2 separate regions of the Mus musculus genome follow, and region 2 is linked to region 1. The links are chromatin contacts, called in public Hi-C maps. All regions are on one chromosome and are shown on one strand. Each heading gives the region's core, a stretch centred on a gene start, on an enhancer-like site or on the middle of the called end of the contact. The rest is flanking DNA. Distances are from core to core; before and after follow the strand shown. Region 1 overlaps Padi2 (peptidyl arginine deiminase, type II). Region 2 holds the start of Sdhb (succinate dehydrogenase complex, subunit B, iron sulfur (Ip)).

Region 1 (5,687 bases), core at 2,103-4,602:
CTCCGGTCATGAGATGTGTGACTTTGGACAGGTTCCACAACCTCTCTTGGCCCTTATTTCCTCATCTGTAGCATGGGGTTTTGGTTATAGGAGTTGTACCAACTGCAAAGGCCACTGGATCCCTGAGATCCGGAGTTACCAATGGTTGTGAGCCCTGCAGTGCCCTGGCCTCACTAAGCCACATAACAGGCTTTTCCTTTCTCATCTCGTCTCTCTTCTCTTCTCTTCTCTTCTCTTCTCTTCTCTTCTCTTCTCTTCTCTTCTCTTCTCTTCTCTTCTCTTCTCTTCTCTTCTCTTCTCTTCTCTTCTCCTCTCCTCTCCTCTCCCCTCCCCTCCCCTCCCCTCCCCTCCCCTCCCCTCCCCTCCCCTCCCCTCCCCCTCCCCCCTCCCCCTCCTTCTTCCTCCTCCTCCTCCTCCTCCTCCTCCTCCTCCTCCTCCTCCTCCTCCTCCTCCTCCTCCTCCTCCTCCTCCTCCTCCTTCTTCTTCTTCTTCTTCTTCTTCTTCTTCTTCTTCCTCTCTCTCTCTCTCTCTCTCTCTCTCTCTCTCTCTCTGAGACAGGGTTTCTCTGTGTAACTATGCAGACCAGGCTGTCCTCAAGTTCACAGAGATCCACCTGCCTCTGCCTCCTGTGTGCTGGGATGGAAGGCGTGCACCACCACCACCACCCAGCCTGTGTCCTGATTCATTACTCGCTGAAGGACCTACTAGCTTCCTTCCCATAATGAACTCTGTGTGCACAGTCTCTCAGCCACCTCCTCTCCATTTCCCACAGTACTTCCCAGTTCTCTTGGACCCATCACTGTCCCCATGGTCAACTTACATCTCCACTGCCTTCTAGCCTCCCCAGCCACCAGTGGTCCCCCTGGACCTTCTCCCGGGCTCTAATGGGGCGTTGTCTATAGGCCAACAAGGAGAGGCCAGAACAGCCCTTCTGGGCTCTGCCCTCCCCACAGAGGGGAACACACCTGCTTCACAGCTTGTGGGCTCCAGACATTTCCCAGAGGCTCTGGGTCCTGCCTCAGCTACCCAGAATAGCCCCAAGGTGTCAGGTGGCGCCTGGTGCCGGGGGTGTGGGGTAGATTCATGGGAAATGTCACCAGGATTGAGTTTGAGGCCACTGCCCTGGGAACCTAGCCACAGGAGTCGTGGCTGCATTTAGGCCAGCAGCCAGCCATGGGGACCATGGCTGTGCTGGCCTGGTCTTCTGACTTGTCCTAGAGGTTTGAGATGGATGCAGTGTGAAGAAGCACTCTGGAGTCTGGGAGAAGAAGGGCATCCTGGTGTGGATGCTGAACGTTCCTGCCCTGGGCCTGGGGGAAGCTCCGGTCTGTGGAGCATTTACCCAAGGTACAAAGGGGAGAAAGGCACTGAGGCGCCAGTATGCTCCTCAGCTGGGACCTCAGCAGGAAGGGTGACTGTTCCCTCCCACCCTTTACCCCTCCCCCAACTTTCCTCAATAAAGTCTATTGCGGGAGTGGGGGAGAGGGTAAGAGTAGAGCCCAGAAGGGGTGGTCTGCTTGTCAGGGTCACACAGCGGGATCAGACACAGAGATTTGGCCAGGGGCTCCTTGGTTTGTTCCCGTATTTCAGGACGATGTCTCTCCAGGCAGGGAGTAAGAAGGGAGAGGAGAGAGGAGGGCCTCTGCTCAACACCTGCTGGGCCTTGAAACAGGCCCTGTGCACACCCCACTCCCCTGAATCCCTGGAGGCACCATGCTAGAATGCTCTACAACCACCCCCCCCTTTTCCAGGCGGGGACACTGAGGCTGGGGATGACGGAGAGGGTGAGAGATCACCATGAGATGGACAGAGGAGGCTAAGTCCCGGCTAATTCCTGTCTGTGCTGAGGCCCCGGTTCCTGCTGTCAATGTGGGCTTAGACAGTCCCAGTGAGGTGCACTCAGACCTGCTTCTGTGGGGCCAGGCCTAGTGTCTAGGGACGTTCAGGGTGTCCCTGCCTCTGAGGTGCTGCTTCTAATCCCTCAGCCTGGAGGAGCCAGAGGGAGGAGAAGGTTGGGTTAGGTGGGACATAGACAACACACCGGTCACTGGTTCCCGCTAGTGGAACAGAAAACAGACATGATTTGAGCTGATTTCAATCAGCCTGGTTGTTACGATGTAAACGTCTGCCTTCCATTTTGAGAGGATGCCTGCCTGGGGAGCCTCCGCCACACACCTCCGTTTTCATTACTTTTTGAGACAGCGTTTACTTAAGTCTAGGTGGGCCTTGAACTCTCTTCTTAGCCCAGAAAGGCACTGGCAACCAGTCTCCTGCCTCAGCTTCTGAGCAGCTGGGATGACAGGCTGGGTCTCCAGCTCTGATTTCCTTTCTGCTTTAAAATAGGATTTATTTATTTTTACTTTATGTGCATTGGTGTTTCGCCCGCATGGATATCTGTATGAGGGTGTCAGATCACTTTGGGCTGAATTACAGACAGATCCGGGCTGCCACCTGGGTGCTTGAATTGATCCCTGGTCTGCTGGAAGAGCAGCGGGTGCTCTTAACCGCTGAGCCAGCTCTCCAGCAAACACTATTCATTTATATATATATATTTTGAGATGGGGCAGATGTAGCCCGGGCTGGCCTTGAATTTGCTATGTAGCCAAGGCTGGCTTAAAATCCTGGTCCTCCTGTATCTATCACCCATGTTCTGGGATTACTAGTGTACTTCATGATATGTGTGTATGTGCTACGGGACATGTTTTACTGTCCCATGGACCAAGACAACCAGGACTCATGGCAGTTAAGTAGCCACTGAGAAGCGAAAACAGGACACTCCCCAGATGGTGGATGGCGTTGGCTCGGCTTCTTTGCCTCTGGCAGTCGAGTGTCACCAGGGCCACACCTGAGCTCCTCCTGAGCCTAGAGCTCAGCCTCAGGTCTCAGGTGGAGGACAAGCCTGGTTACCTCCTCCTCTGACTATCTCTCTGCCTGTGTCTCCTTGGTGCACTTCCTGAGAGTGTGCCAGCCAGGGTCACCTCTGACAAGTCTCTGGCCACTGCCTCGTCCCCCCACTGGCTTTGTCCTCAGGTATCCCTGGCTCTGTGGCATTGGGTTTCCTGGGGGCGGTCATCTGAGACAGGTGGGGGCTGTGTGCTTGCAAGGCTGTTCAGTCACATGCCAGCGATCACAGCACACAGGGGAGTCAGGCTACAACTCTCACCCCCCCATCTCCCCATCATCCCAAGGCCCCCTCACCCCTGGGCTAAAAAGCCCTCAGCACAGAGGGAAGAACACTGTGACAGCACTCAGGACACTAGGGAGAACACTGCCACTGAGGGTCCTCCAGCCTCCAAAGAGCCACAAGAGAAGAGAAGGGGGGGGTGTCTCACAGAGAAGTACCGGTTTTTAGAGGAAGTTTCACAACTCTTAGAAAATGAGATAAGTGGCTCGATTTGGTGCCCTATCAACCATTTCTAGGTGTAACCCAGGCAACTTCGTTGTCTTTGGATAGACTGATGTCTTGATGGGTAGACAGCAAGGTCTGGAGCATGGTAAACAGTGGGTGCTCAATAAACGGTCTGTGTTTATCTGCCTCCTCTTCCATTTCCTTCTTCTCAGAGCACCCCACCTCTATAGCAGTGAGTCAGGGGACAGTGTCCGGATGGTGGTTCCCACCACTGTCAATGTTTAACCACAGCTGGATGGCCGAATGAGCGTCTGGACTCCTTCTAGCTTGAAGGCATCAATAAAGATAAAATCTTACGTGTAGCAGGGACTGATTATTCAGAAGGGTCACAGCCCTGGATTCTGCTCAGCCCACGGTGTCCCTGACACCCACAGCAGGGCCCTGCAGGGGAAGAACTGAGGGGTTTGTTTCCAGCTTGGAACTCGACCTGCCATACTGTTGCTGTGTGCCTGTGAGTGAGTTTCCTAACCTCTCTGGGCCACATCATGCTTTGTGGATCAAATGAAGAGCCTGGACCAGATGAGTTAAGGACCCTAGGCTGTGTCTCTGTGCCCAGGGCTGGGGCTGGGATGGTGGTGAGGATTGTCAGGGACAGTGGCAGTGCCTGGAGACTCCAGGCTGTAGTGTGTGTGTGTGTGTGTGTGTGTGTGTGTGTGTGTGTGTGTGTGTACAGGGCTGGACAGAGGCTCTGAGCTTTTCTCTTTCTCTCTGCAGCCCACAGAGCCTGTGAAGGGAACACCACAACACATCTCCTCCACAGGAGCCCCCTGCCCCCCATCCCTGGAGTCTCAGGATTCACATGCTCCGCCTGAAGCTTGCATTGCTTGGAAGCGGCTCCAGGAGCCAGTCTGCCACCCTGAAACCTGCCCTGAGTTCTTTTCTAGGTCCCCCAAAGTGAAGACACCCCCAGCCCCCAGCACCAACTCACCAATGGCCGTGAGGAAGAGCCCAGCCTGGTCAATGGGGGCGCTGCCCTCCTCTTCATAGTAGTTGACAGTGACCTTGGTGAGATGCACACACAGGGACAGGAGAGAAGGGCAGAGGTCACAGGTTACAATGAAAAAAATGAAACAAAAGACCAGGAGTAACCCCCTACCTCCCAGCGCATCAGTCCTCTCTGGACGCAGGGCCCCCTCCTCCAGGAAGCACTCCTGAACTGTTAGATGCTTTTCCCAGATAATCCAACCAGACAGGGGGCTCCTCTCCCCTACCTGACCTGTTCCCTGGCACACACACACACACACCCAACACCTTCCTGAGAGCACGATGCTGTGTGTGCAGCATCAGCCAAGCCCCAGGGATTTGTTTCTTTGCGTGGCACCAGGTGCCAAAGCTGCAAATGGGCTAGAGTAATATTCTCTAGAGCCCAGAGTGGGGACCATCTGGCCTTGTTTCATCATCTGGGCAAACCATCCCACCCCGATTGCTCAGCAACGCACTTTATCAATGGTGAGGTCTGTGGTGCTATGCATATCATCTCTAATCTGCTATTTATCCCAGGCTAACTGCAACACAGTGATGCTCCTGTCTCTGCCTCTTAAGTCCTGGTCTCTCTTTGCGCAGGGGCCATGCTAATCTTCTCTGTATTGTTTTAATTTTAGTATATGTGCTGCCGAAGCGAGCACCTGGTCTCTCTTTGCATGTGTGTATCCTGAACACGCTCACCGTATAGCTCGGGTTAGTCTGGTACTCACAAGGCTGGTCTCAAGCTTGCAGCAATCCTCCTGCCTCAGCTTATGTTTCCTTCAGCTCTCTGAGTCTTTCTTCCTCCCCAGGCCCCTGTTTCTTTCTCCTTCCTCCTTCTTCTTCTTCTTCTTTTTTTTTTTTTTTTTTTTTTTTCTGGTTTTTCAATACAGGGTTTCTCTGTATAGCCCTGGCTGTCCTGGAACTCACTTTGTAGACCAGGCTGGCCTTGAACTCAGAAATCTGCCTGCCTCTGCCTCCTGAGTGCTGGGATTAAAGGTGTGTGCCACCACACCCGGCTTCTCCTTCCTTCTTTCTGTCCTAGGAATTGACCTCAGGGCTTCACATATGCTAGACACAAAATTGCGAGCTATGTTGCCAGCACTAGTTTTCATTTAAAAAATTCTTTTATGCGTATAGGGTTTTGCCTGCATGTGTGTCTACCTTTGAAGCCCAGAACAGGGCATCCCCCAGATTTGGAGTTACAGATGGTTGTGAACCACCATGTGAGTGCTGGGACTTGAACCAGGTCTTCTGGAAGAGCAGCCAGTGCTCTTAACCACTGAGCCATCTCTCTGGCTCCCAGTTTTCAGTT
Region 2 (5,687 bases), core at 980-3,479, 41 kb before region 1:
GGTAGTTAACCGAGTGCAGCTAAACTCCCACAGGCAGGACTGCAGTCCAGAGGTGCACATCACAGGACTGAGAACCAGAACTGAGGATGGCGCTGTTTGAGCACAAATATGCATTCCCACAGACAGGAGGCCTCTGGAAAGTAGGCAAAGGCCTCTCCTGAAATCCTACCAGAGTCCGACCTTTGAAGCCAGCCTCTTCTACACTCAGAAAGCCCAGCCTGAGCCTGAGAAGTCACCCCTTACAGCAGGGCTCTTACAACTCAACTGCTGCCTCAGCAACGAGGAAAGAGGCTGAAGAACAAGGTCACCAAGAACCATTAACTGGACAACCTATCATGTGGCTCCTCCCCCAAACCGACACACCCCCTTTGTTAGCCACTGATTGCTGCAGCTCTTCAACTAGGGGTGGGGCCTTGTGAAATTTCTCCCATTCCCCTTGGCACGGACTGGTGTTGTGATTATTCATCCCATGTTCTCAGCCCTAAACTCGTCATGCATAAGGAACACTAAATGCACTTAAGAGATTGTGTATGTATATATTTAGCAATGATAATTAAAGAAGTCATGAGTGTGAAAGGGAGGGGAGGCATGGGAGGAGAGAGGGGGTGGAAATTATTTAAATACAGTACTCATGCATAACATTCTCAACAACAAAAACAGAATCATTAACTGAATATCTGGGACACCAGCCTGAGGCTCTGGTAAGGCACTGTCTGTTTTTGTTGAGACAGGGTCCCAAGTAGCCCAGGTTGGCCTTGGATTCCGTGTGGGGCTGAGGATGTCCTTAAACTCCTGATCTTGCTGCATCAGCCTTTGGAGTGCTGGTGTGATAGGTGTGCATGCAAAGGGATGCACAAGTCGGGTGGTGGTGGTGGCTCACACCTTTAATCCCAGCACCCAGAAGGCTGAAGCCGGAGAATCTCTGAGTTCCAGGCCAGCCAGGGTTGCATAAAGACACTGTCCGAAAAGTCAAAACCTAACCAAAACAACACTAAAATTATCACAGGGTGGAGATTCATCTTAGCACTTTGGAAGGAGCAGAGTTCAGTTCCCTGCACGCATATGGCGGCTGATAACCACCTGTGACTCCAGTTCAGGAAATACAGCTCTCTTTTCTCCACGGGCACATGGTGCATATACATGAAAGCACACACTCATACACACACACACAAATCTAAAAAAAAAAAAAAAAAAAACCAACAAAACCCCCCAAAACAAAATGGGAGTTCCTGTTGTCCGCCTGTGAAGGACTATCCAGAAGCCCAGAGGAGGACTGAATGGTATCTGTAAAGTAAGGAGAGGCAGTTTTTCTCGCCTTTCTAAATGCTTCTACTGTGCAGCTCCCGAGGATACAGGGCGTGTGGGGAGACCTATGACAGAGCTACTACAGAATTATTAACAAAAGCAGCTCCAGGCTCTGCCTGTCATCCCATGCCAGCGGTATGAGATCAGTGCCGCTACACACCCCTGAATAAGCACGCTTCAGGGAACCGGGTCTTGCCTGCAGACTTCCACAGTACGGATCTTTCAAGGGGTCGGGGTCGCTTTCTTTCATGTCTCCCTTCCTCTGCGGGTCAAGTGCATTGCCTTGCAGAGTCCACCGCCCTCCGACCTGACCGATCCAGACCAGCCTAACCTGGAGGTGCGACCTGGCCTCCCGGGTCCCACCCCAGACACCCCGCAGGCCTCCCTTTCACACAAGCCTGGCGGAGTACAACTAGCAGGATTTGATTCTGGGTCCCGACCACAGGTCGCTCATCCTATGACCTTGACCTCTCCCTGTCCTCCTCCCAGACCTCTGTCTTTCTGTTCTCTCTTCCAACCTCCTCCCGGCCGCGCCTCTCTCTCCGGTGATGGAGAAGCGCGGAATGGCTGTCTGAAAGGATGCTCAAGAGCAGGATGCCGGGTTAAGTCCTCCCCCGAGGCCTGGACCCGGGCTCCTTCCGCCTCTCCGCGGCCTCTCTACCCAGGCAGCCTCGGTGACGGGCACGGCTCCCCACTGAACCACGGCTCCCGGGCTCACCTGCAGGCCGACTCTGCCGAGAACGGCAGCCGGGAAGCCGCGCTTCAAGGAGACCCCGACCGTCGCCGCCATTTTGGCTCCTGACGTCAGCCCCACCCCTTCCCCTCCGGCATCCCGTCGAACACCGCGGTGGGAAGCCGGCCTCTCACCCTGAGGACCGCTAGCCGCCTAAGCGCCAACGAGTGGAAGGCCGCTTCCGGTTTCTCCGAGCCAATGTACAGGAAGTGCGTGTGTGCAGCAGCGGCCCGTAGGGCGCATGCCCACTGGGCTTCCTATGTTCCTAAGGTGACCTCTGGAGTCTGAGGGGCGGGAGAGGGAAGGGTAGCGTGGAGGGGCGGGGCAGAGGCCAGGAGGGCGGGGCTTTCCTATTCTGCTGGTGGCTGTGATTTTTAACCCTTCTCTACTTGCAGTGGTGTCTGTCAATCACCTGTGACTCTTGTCTGGTCAGCTTTGTGCTAAATCTAGAGAACCTGTCAGTCCCTACCTGATTGGGACACTTGTTAAGTGACTGAAGTGATCAAAAGATGAACGTCACGTCGGTACAGAAGTTGCATGCCCGGCATATGGAGACAGTAGGAGAACCAAGCTCACCCTCCGCTACTTAATGAGGTCGAGTCCATCTGGGATACTTGAGACCCTGCCTCAAAACACACAAAACCAAAACCAAAGCAGCCAGAAAGGGTACCTAGTATGTGGCTGGTGCCAGCCTCTGGAATGCTGTGGTAAGTGAGCGAGCTGCTCACCTAATTCCTCTCTAACCCCAAGGAAGATGACAATAGGAAAGATGGGTGATGTAGCTTATAGGCTGTCCACCAAGGACCCACAGGCTGTCCACTGTCCCCAACTTCAGATCTTCCTACAGGTAAAGAACTGCAGAGAGCTGGGATTACAGCTGTGTGCCACCATGCCTGTGTGTGCTGAACAAGCCTTCTACTAACCGACCTGTGTCCTCAGATTTCGTCAGTTTCCTTAGTCACCTGAGCTGCTTTTTTTTTCTGGCACTTCTAGACAGGGTTTCTCTGTGTAGCCCTGACTGTCCTGGAACTCACTTTGTAGACCAGACTGGACTTGAACTCAGAAATCCGCCTGCCTTTGCCTTCCAAGTGCTGGGATTAAAGGCATGCGCCACCACTGTCCAGCCTTTCTGACACCTTTTATGGGTTCTCTCAGAGCCCCCCACCCTCTGACTGGGGATTTGACCACCTTGGGCAGGCGTGATCTTGGTATCCCAAGTCACTTGGTCTCTTGGGGCACCCAGTGACTTTGCTGGTCCTTGTTACCAGAGGAAGGATTTGATTTCTTTCCGCTCACCTTTGGCAGAGGAGGGCACTGTTTATAGTCTTGGGTTTCCTCACGCTGGCTCTTTTAGAAGACACTGGAGAAATTACCATGACAGGAGGAATGGCTAGATGGGGCCAAGTTTCTGGGAACTCACCCTGAATCTGGCTTCTCTGCCAGGTAGCCTCATTAAAGGGGGTGTGGAGAGGCCTGAACCCCTGGGGGTTACCTTGATCGCCCCCTCAAGGCCATGTGACCATTGACAAGTCCTTCGCCACTTTTTGACTTATAGCGTCCTTGCCTGAATCACTAGGGGTTGTGGCAGCTGAGTTAAGATTCTATGACTGGTGTGGTTGTCTTGCGCAACAGATGGTAAGGTGGCCTTGGCTTCTCAGGGGCCCTGGCTCAGCACTGGGTAGGTTCTTCTAGACTACCCAAGGGACCACCATCAGGGCCACCCAAATCGGCCAAGGTTGTAGGAAGGCTGTCATTTTCTTTGTAACTCCTCCAGGGTGTCAACAGGCAGTATTTCTAGAGAACTGGCCCCCTTAGCCATTTTTAGCCACCATGTCAAAGACAGACACCACTGCTACATGAATGGCCACCCAGGTCACCTTGGAAAAAGCATTGAGCAGCCAGCAAAACTGAGACCTTGATTTATTGGAGGGGCCCTTGGTGCCAGTGTGCCCACACACCCTGCAGTCACATCATTCCTGGGCGTCATGGGGATTTGGGGAGCTTAATGTTATGGAAGGATAATAAATTCCTGGGTGGCTCCACCTCCGCCCTGAGCTTTGGGGTGCCAGAAAGGCACAGATGCCATAGGGCTTAAAGGTCTTCATGGCCCCTTCCTGACTTGGGTTGCCAAGCTGTCCTTGCCGTAAGACCGCAGGGTTTGGGGCTGGTTGGCTGGCATCCGCGGAGAGAGTGATATATTGCTTTCATCAGACATGCTGCTGGAAGCCCTGTGTTTATGCAGAATCTCACCTCATCGCCCACAAATGTGTTTACATCAACAGTCTCCTCTGGTCCTCCCAACAACCCTGATGAGTTTGAATAACTGTCCCCATTCCAGTCGTGCTGGGAAATCTGGGCAACCTAGGGTGGCAATTCTGCTTGAGAGACTCTTTCTGCCCCCCCCCGCCCCCCCAGGGCTAGACGTTCAGTCCAGGAGCAAAGACAAATACCAGGTTGGTCTCAGTAGCTCAGGGTTACATGGGAAGCACTGAGGAGCCTCGGCAGGGCAGAGAGTGGTTTTAAAAGTTCATATTGAAGGGGCTGGAGCGACAGCTCAGCGGGTAAGAACACTTGCTGTCCACTGCCCCCAGAGGACCTGGGTCCAGTTTCTAGCACTTACCTGGTGGCTCACAACCATCTCTAGTTTCAAGTCTAGGGGTCTGATGCCTTCTTCTGATCTCCAAGGGCACCAGGCATGTGTGCAGTACACATACACATATGTAGGCACATATGGGTGGTCAGGGATGGAGAAAAAGCAAGGCAATTCAGTGTGATCAGCCAACCAGCATCCAAACCTCCAGCTGACTCAGTGTATCCCTCCATGAAGCAGGGTACCCTTGGATAGGCTGGGCCTGAGTCCCCTCAGCCCTGGAGCCTCCCCTCTGGCTACTGCAGAAGGAGCCCCTTTTGTGGCTCAATCATCCAAGCAGGGCTGTGGCTTCGGAGTTTGGCAAGAGGCCGACTTCTCCTGGAACATCTCTGTTCTCTGGTTGGGGTATTTTACTTCTAGGTTACCCTCGTTCTGTATCATGAGGCTCTAGAGAGACGCTGAGGTGAAAGCTGGCAATTCCAGAATCAGAGTCGACACAGTTGGCAGAGCAATTGTCAACCTCCCCATTTCCCGTCCCCCTCCCTTATCTATTTTGCCTGGTTCTCAGAGAAGCCCTTTCCAGTCTCTTAGATCATTGAATGACATCATCTGACCCTTGGAGGCTTTGCTGGAGGTTTGGGGTGTAAGCAACCCTTTGGCTACATTTGTGCATAATCGTTACAGCAAACCTACCAGGTGGGAATTATAGGTCTTCATTTGTTGTTGAGGCCACCGAGGGTCAAGTACTTAACCCAGGTCACATAACGGTGGGCTGTAGGTTGTGTCTAAGGAAAGTGCTGGCTGCAGTTACTCGAGTCTACCTCCAGGGGGCACTCCCGGCTCGCAGCGCTGCCCAGCCCTCTCTAACAGCTGTTGCCAATTTGCCTTTAGAAAAGGCTTATCTAAACCCCTTTCTTTCATCCTGTACAAACCCCACCGTATAATTAGACTTCTCAAAATATGCTCTCTGAGTGGGAGCGAGGCAACGGGGCCATAGACTTCTCCCGTTTCACGAGCAGTCTCTATGGAATTAACTCCTGGAGCGGACAGTCACGAGCC

The links. A called contact is a pair of places that touch in the nucleus more often than the background predicts.
Region 2: a contact with region 1 is called in a Hi-C map of bone marrow-derived macrophages, with 2.5 times the contacts expected there. The contact joins the promoter of Sdhb here to the enhancer-like site in region 1. A contact is called at or near these places in 2 of 39 promoter capture datasets (macrophages and pre-B cells), 2 of 15 datasets of contacts at CTCF or cohesin (CD8 T cells and embryonic stem cells), 33 of 484 Hi-C or Micro-C datasets (the 63-12 cell line, the AML12 cell line, B cells and 23 more), 16 of 115 datasets of contacts at active chromatin or transcription factors (the 230-238 cell line, CD8 T cells, the HPC-7 cell line and 9 more) and 3 of 9 other capture datasets (adipose tissue, embryonic stem cells and liver).

The regions. Positions count from the first base shown.
Region 1 is chr4:140,918,031-140,923,717 of GRCm38.p6, reverse strand. It overlaps Padi2 (peptidyl arginine deiminase, type II), which reads right to left. Exons shown (of 16, transcript NM_008812.2): 3 at 4,338-4,410. It also overlaps the pseudogene Gm26226. Among named protein-coding and RNA genes, the nearest start is that of Gm46719, 11 kb to the right of the region's middle. Within about 2 kb of position 3,352, at least 26 of the 459 cell types and tissues checked have an H3K27ac peak or open chromatin away from gene starts, as enhancers often do. A contact at or near this core is called in the 63-12 cell line, B cells, the G1E-ER4 cell line and 5 more, where this site is marked.
Region 2 is chr4:140,957,813-140,963,499 of GRCm38.p6, reverse strand. It overlaps Sdhb (succinate dehydrogenase complex, subunit B, iron sulfur (Ip)), which reads right to left and starts at 2,229. Exons shown (of 8, transcript NM_023374.4): 1 at 2,024-2,229. The coding sequence starts at 2,095. It overlaps Gm13031 (predicted gene 13031), which reads left to right and starts at 5,598. Exons shown (of 4, transcript NR_045911.1): 1 at 5,598-5,687.